Regions from separate parts of the Sus scrofa genome. Here region 2 is linked to region 1. The links are chromatin contacts, called in public Hi-C maps. All regions are on one chromosome and are shown on one strand. Each heading gives the region's core, a stretch centred on a gene start, on an enhancer-like site or on the middle of the called end of the contact. The rest is flanking DNA. Distances are from core to core; before and after follow the strand shown. Region 1 has its middle 640 kb from the start of QKI. Region 2 has its middle 240 kb from the start of QKI.

Region 1 (3,347 bases), core at 130-2,629:
CCCAGGAGCCAGGGAGGTGCAGAGAACTCATGACCTTTGACTTCGTCCCAGGTGAGGAGGGGGTGGGGCTGGGCTGTGATCCCAGACACAAGAGTTCATTGTCTAAGCACAACCAGTCAGTCCTGGCTTCTTGACAGAGACCCTCTGATGTAAGATCCGTCTTGATGGTCATTATGTGCAGACGTACAATAAAAGGCTAAAGTCTCTGTTTTCAAACATGAATATAGTGAAATTTTTGGAAAAGTAAATTTCATTACTGAATACTTTTTTTTGGCCACACCCATGGCATATGGAAGTTCCCAGGTGAGGGGTAGGATAGGAGCTGTAGCTGCTGGCCTATACCACAGCCACAGCAACACCAGATCCAAGCTGCGTCTGTAAGCTACTCCACAGCACACCACAATGCCGGGTCCTTAACCCACTGAGTGAGGCCAGAGATGGAACCTGCATCCTCATGGATACTCGTCGGGCATGTACCGCTGAACCACAGCGGGAACTCCAAATACTGCATATTCTTGAACATAGGAGAGGGTATATGGCAAATGCAAATGAAGACCTATTTCACTGATGTTCTCTTTCTGTAGAAAAGCGATAATTACAAAGCAGTTCAGACGCTGCAGCCTCCAAATAACAGAGAACTGGAACAAACCAGCTTAAGCGGGAAACTAGTCCTCTGCACTTGGCAGGTTTCAAGTTTGCTCAGTGTCTCCAACAGCAGGCAGCTCCTGGCCCTGCCTTTCCTCCACTGGCCTCTCTTCCACTGATGCTTTTACCCCTGGGCTGGTGGGGAGCTAGGATTTAATGGTTCTGAGGCCCGTTTTAGGGCAGACAGTGTGCAGAGGCGGAGAGTACCTTGCAGGAGCCCTTCTGAACATCTAGGAGGGACGTTCTCAGGAGGCCCGGTAGAACTTCCCTTTGTCCCAACATTCCACCTAGGAAGGCTGCCGCGGCCAGGCCAGCCTGGTCCAGGGCTGGAGCAGGGCTGAGGTCACTTCCTGGAGGCCCACAAAGGCAGGAGGAAGGACCCCTCTGGACACCACTGGGATTCCACGACGCCGGGAGCGGGGGTGGCTGGAAGCAGTGCTTGGATGAGACCCCTGGTGGGGCAGGCTAGCCCTCGGTGTTTACGTCTTATTCTGGATCTTCACCTGTGGTGAGGGGTTGACTCTCAGGGGTCATGCGCACAAGTCATTAGTCAGGATCGCACATCAGTGGGGAAATGAGTCTGAAGCCGTGGCACAAAGCCCAGCTAGCATTGACTTCTTTCCATGTTTTTCGGACTCCCGGCTGTATTTTTAGTGCTCTGCCTGAGTCATTAATTCACTCTGTGCTTACTGAGACTCAACCTCTGTCTGGCCCTGTGCCAGGGGCTGGAGGCACGGGACTGAGCCAGGCTGGCAAAGTTACTGCTCTGCTGGAGCTCACGTCTTGGAGAAGGGAAAGGTCAGTAAACAGATTAACAAAGGGATCACTTTGAATAATGGAAGTGCCAACAGAGAAAACTGAATGGGATGATGCAACCTGGAGCACAGGAGGAACTGGCAACAGAGTTTTCAGGACCTGCTGTCAAAAAAGAACAATGTAGGCCCTTGTTCAAAAGCTCTCATGGATTTCAAGACGGCCGCATCGAACCCTAAGCTGAGCACAGGCCCCTTCCGAGCCTGGGGCTCCCGTACCCGCGCTGGTCCCACACACAGGACGCTGGCCCTGGGCAGGGAACTGCTTTGGGTGGCGTAATCAGGGAAGGCTTCACTGAGGAGGTGACGTTTGGATTGGATTATGGTGAAAGCTGAGATAGAACATTCTGGCAATGGTCCTGATGGCATCAGCAGACTGGCATTTCAAAGAAGAAGAGGCAGGCAGGGGAAAGTTGTACAAAGTGAGGCCAAAGGGCAGGAGGAAGATGTAGGTCTAAAACCTACATTTATGTGACCCTGAATCTTGGAAGGTCATTAGTGGAGAGGTGGCCCCAACAGCTGGCTGTTGAATATTCTAAGATTCAAGGTCACATATGTGTGGATTTTAGTCTCTGTCCCAGGACTTCCAGAAAAGACATGTCCTGATCGCTTACTGGCTGTTTGACCATAATTTGCTCCAAAACGTTCCCTCTGTTTTTCGGGTCGGAAGAAAGACCAGTTAAGAAGTTATTTCAGTTACCCAGGACAAAGATGGTGCAGATGAAAACAAATACAGCCAGCAATCTTTGTACAGACTGCCAAATAAATTTATGTACGTGGGACCACAGTCATGGCGTTTCTTCAGGTATAGATTATATCTGAGGATGTGCCTGGACATTGCATCCTTGCTCTATTTATTACACTGAGATTGCATACTCACATGTATGGGAATTACACTGTGACACAGCCAAGTGTGTTAAAAATCTGAAAATACCCTAAAGTAGTTCTACATCAGGAGAGTTCAACTCCATGAAAGTGTCCCCCTTACCACCACCCTGATGTGATCCGTTGAGGACGTCGAAACAACTCCAGTTCCTGCCTCCCCCGTCTTCACGCACTGTGGTCCAAAGCAGAGAACAACTTGTGACCCTCTCACAGGTTCAGGACGTGCCTCACCCCTGCGAGGCTGCTCTGCCGCACCCTCTGCCCAGCAAGACCTCTGCTGCTTGTTGGCACCCTCTTGGCTGTGGCTTCCACCCGCAACCAGAGCTATGGTGTGTTCTTCTCCCAGAGGGACGTGAGGTCCAGGGTGCCAGCGACTGTCTGTGTGTGTCTGGGTGTCTGCTGTTCCCTGGCCCTCCACGCATTTTTGTTGGAGGAAAGAATGAGCAGCAGTGAGTAACAGGAAGGAGTCTGGGTTCTGACCTCTCTGTCCAAGGTTCAGATCCCGCCTCAGCAGCTCACTAGCTGTTTGATCATAATCTCAGGCTGGACATTTGTAGGGGGAGATGACAGTGGTTCTGCATTTAGTTTGTGAGGGCTGCCACAGCAAAGTCCTGCAGATGGAGGCAGGGTGAGGGGGTGGCTTAAACGAGGGGAATTTACTTTCACAGCCTTGGCAGCGGGGGATCATGGTGCCTGCAGGTTGGTTCCTTCTGAAGCCTCTCTCCTTGGCTTGCCTATGCCAGCCCTCTCCCTGTGTCCTCACCTGGTCTTTCCTCTGTGCACATGTTACCTGTGGCCATTCAGGTAATATTCTCAACACCTCTACACACAAGGAGTGGACTTAAAAACACATCTGATTGTGGAATTCTCTTGCGTGGCACAGCTGGTTAAGGATGCTGTGTTATTGTGGCAGCTTGGGTTGCTGCTGTGGTGCAGGTTCCATCCCTGGCCTGGGAACTTCAGCATGCCATGGGTGTGGCCAAAAAATAAAAAAAAGGCATCTGA
Region 2 (3,267 bases), core at 535-3,034, 400 kb before region 1:
GAGTCTCTGTCATAATCCTCCCTTTTGGTAACTCAAATATCCATGTACTTTCTTTTTGTCTCCATACAGAACACATTCGCACCTTCTTAAGAAAGAGAACCTGCAACTCCAACCCACTTATGGCATCCAGCCCTTCTGCTCAAAGCCCTCTATAAGCAGGATGTATAGGCAGAATAACCTTAGGGACAACTCCCACTGGACAAAGGAAGACTGAGGAAACCCACAAGAATTACTGATCCATTGCGATGCTCAATTCTGCTGGAGACAAAGTGTGGGCTGGCCCTTGGCCACAGCTGGTTCTGCTCTCTGGAAGGAACCGGCTCCTTCGCCCACTGGGCTCTCTGGGTGGTTCAATTTTGCCCTTTATCCTCCAAGGCCACATGTAAAGTGGATACTGCAGACAGTGTCCTTTTGAAAGACCAGTGGCTTTGTGGTCCACTTCCCACAGGTTTGGAGAATCCTCCTGTACAGCACAGGGAACCGTGTACAGTCTCTTGGGTTAGAACATGCTGGAAGAGAGAATGAAAAACAGAATGTGTATATATATGTGTATATATATGTGTATATATATGTGTATATATATATATATATATATATATATATATATATATATATATGGCTGGGTCACTTTGCTGTACAGCAGAAACTGAAGGACCATTGTAAATCAACTACACTTTAATAAAAAATTTAAAAGAGGATTTTGAACTGGCTGAATGGTCACAGTTGGGTTTCTGTGGCAATGGGATTCACTCAGAGACTTACAAATCTTCCAGTCCACTTCCTCTGTCCAGCATGCACGAGCCAATAGCCAGGGATTGCGTTTGGACAGTTGTCAGCTTGATATCTTTGCTTACCCCCTCCCTCCTCCTTCCTCCTTGAGAACGTCTGAAAAGAAAAGGGCTTGGTTGGAAGGCAGCACCCTTTCTGTGACTCTGCCTGCTGGGCTGGCTCCCCTGCTCTGCCTGGGAGCCCTTAAGGAGAGGTAATTGAATCAGGATTGGGGTCGCAGTCTTCTGTTCCGTCGAGGCTCTCTCTCTATAGGGCCACCTGCTACCGCAGCTTCATCTCGGGTCGCAGAAGCCTTTGGCATTTTCAACTCTTCAAAGCTGCAAGGGACCTGACCCTTACTGAATCCAGATTGCGGGCTGCAGCTGAGTTCTTGCCCATCCCTGGTTCCTTGTCTCTGTTTTGTAAAGCTTTGCTGAAAGGGGCAGCGAGTGACAACATGTCTCAGTGGATCATGCTCTGGCTACCGGGAGGTGCTGGGAACACGGGTTAGTGGGAGCCTGAAGTGAAAAAGGCATCGTCCTGTTGCAGCTCCAGAAGTTCTATTCCAGGGTGGTGGTGGGGGGGTGTCGGTGGGGGGGGTGGTACTGAGAGCAGGAAGAATCGAGGAAACTTATTTTGAAACTGTCTCATAGTCATACAGTGTTTGTACTTAGGTGCTGTGCTGCCTGGAGGGGTTTGGGAAGAGTTGCTGGAGACACAGGAGGGTTTAAATGCTCCCTGGTACCACTGACGCGTCCTCTCTGGGCTCCAGTGAGGGTGCTCGAAACTCCCCCAAGAGGCAGCTGGCTCTGAAGCCTCTGAAGCCTCTTTTTTCGCCCTGTGTCAGTTTGTTTCTCATGGGCTCAGGCCAAGAAGAAGCTGGGCGCAGATCTGTTTTTGTCCTTGAGGGTGAGTGAAGCTTAGCAGAAAAATAAGCTCCTCTCCATATCTCCAAATCTCCTCCCATCGCTAATGCCCGTTGTAACTGGAGCACGACAGCATGAGTCAGGCTGATTCATGATTTTATGGCGAACAAACTAGAACAGATATGGCCCTGCTGGCAGGAATTCAAAGCTCGTATACTTTCCTCAGACCTCTGACTTGAGTAATGAAAATTCAGCTGCTCAATCCAATAGGGATCCAGGAAAACAAGAGAGAGGAAGGTGAAGAGGAAAAGGTAAATTCAATCGTGAAGCCAATGTCAAGCAGAGGGCAAGGTGGGAGCCAGGCCTGAGGTGGGATGATCTTGGCTTCAGGACCAGTGTTTCTTGCTGCTGTCCTGACAGCATCAAGTAAATGTGGTAAATGGAGGCGGCTGCAGGGCAGGGGTCTGTAGCATCAATGGCGAGACAGGCTCCCTCCCTGCTCCCCACCCCGCCCCCCGCCCCAAAGGGCTGAGAGTTCCAGCCATCGCTCTGTGGGCCACCGTGGGTTCTGGCACTGCTCAGTTCTGCTCAAGGATCAGGTTTCCTCGGCACAGATCAGGTCCTCCGAGCCTCAGCCTCTGGAGCTGTGGAGACACAGCACTTTCATTTGTGCACCATCAGCTTCGACCCTGGCCAACAGGCTTTAGACTGGATCTGACCCGGTCTTTATTCTTGGGCAGATTGACTTTTCTTTCAAGACAGGAAGGTCTTGCAACTCCAGAAGCTCAATCCTCTGCTCTGGTGGAAAGCCGTTTGTCAGGAAGGCATGTGTATATGTGCCAAGGGTTCAAATCAGGGTCCAAATCCACGTCCGTGGCAGGAGGCACCACCAGCTCACAGCAGACATGCAGGTTCCATGGCCCTGAGCTGGATCCCTGAGCCATTTCACTGTTGACTCCCAGCCTTAGGAGTGACATATTTCAGGAACCCTTAAACAGAAACATTGGTTATGCTGTGGATTTAAAACAAAACAGAGAGACGGCTTAACTAAGGTCCTTCAAACGCCCCAAGGCGGGAAAACGTGGTTTCATTCTAAAGCCTGCATCCTGGCCCCACGGAACTGGAGTCTGGTTGGAGCGATGACATGGGCACATTAAACCACAAAACCAAAAACTGAGGCAAGGCTTTGCCAGACTGTGTGTCTGGTGAAAATGATAGGCGAGAGCAAGGCCTCAGCCGATGTTCTGGGTTGGGGTGCAGAAGGCAAGCTCTAGGGCCCACGTGATGGGGTTTGTCCCCACTTGGTGACTAATTAGCAGCAACCCAGGCAGGTTAACTGTCCTCTCTGTGGCTCAGTTTCCTTTACTGTGGATGGAGGTGATGAATGGTACCGACAAGGAGCATTACATTCCTTCTTCGCCCAGAGCACTTGGAGAAGCGTCTAGAGTACAGTCGGCACCCCGGTTTATAGGGTAAGCTGGTCATTCCCTTTTCATAGACAGTAGCGCTTGTAGAAATTCAGGGGAATGAGCAGTCCCACCTGCTCGGGTTCAACAAGGAGGAGGGGTAGGTGTGAGTGGAGCCATGGGCGATGGTAAGATTTGGGTGGAGAAAACAAGAGAGGTGTTGCTGG

What was found. Hi-C and Micro-C count contacts between places; a contact is called where the count stands out from the background.
Region 2: a contact with region 1 is called in a Hi-C map of embryonic fibroblasts, with 2.0 times the contacts expected there. The contact joins two enhancer-like sites. A contact is called at or near these places in 5 of 47 Hi-C or Micro-C datasets (embryonic fibroblasts, heart right ventricle and liver) and 1 of 2 datasets of contacts at active chromatin or transcription factors (skeletal muscle).

Annotation. Positions count from the first base shown.
Region 1 is chr1:4,242,688-4,246,034 of Sscrofa11.1, reverse strand. No RefSeq gene overlaps it. Among named protein-coding and RNA genes, the nearest start is that of QKI, 640 kb to the left of the region's middle. Within about 2 kb of position 1,379, at least 24 of the 83 cell types and tissues checked have an H3K27ac peak or open chromatin away from gene starts, as enhancers often do. A contact at or near this core is called in embryonic fibroblasts, where this site is marked.
Region 2 is chr1:4,640,543-4,643,809 of Sscrofa11.1, reverse strand. No RefSeq gene overlaps it. Among named protein-coding and RNA genes, the nearest start is that of QKI, 240 kb to the left of the region's middle. Within about 2 kb of position 1,784, at least 7 of the 83 cell types and tissues checked have an H3K27ac peak or open chromatin away from gene starts, as enhancers often do. A contact at or near this core is called in embryonic fibroblasts, where this site is marked.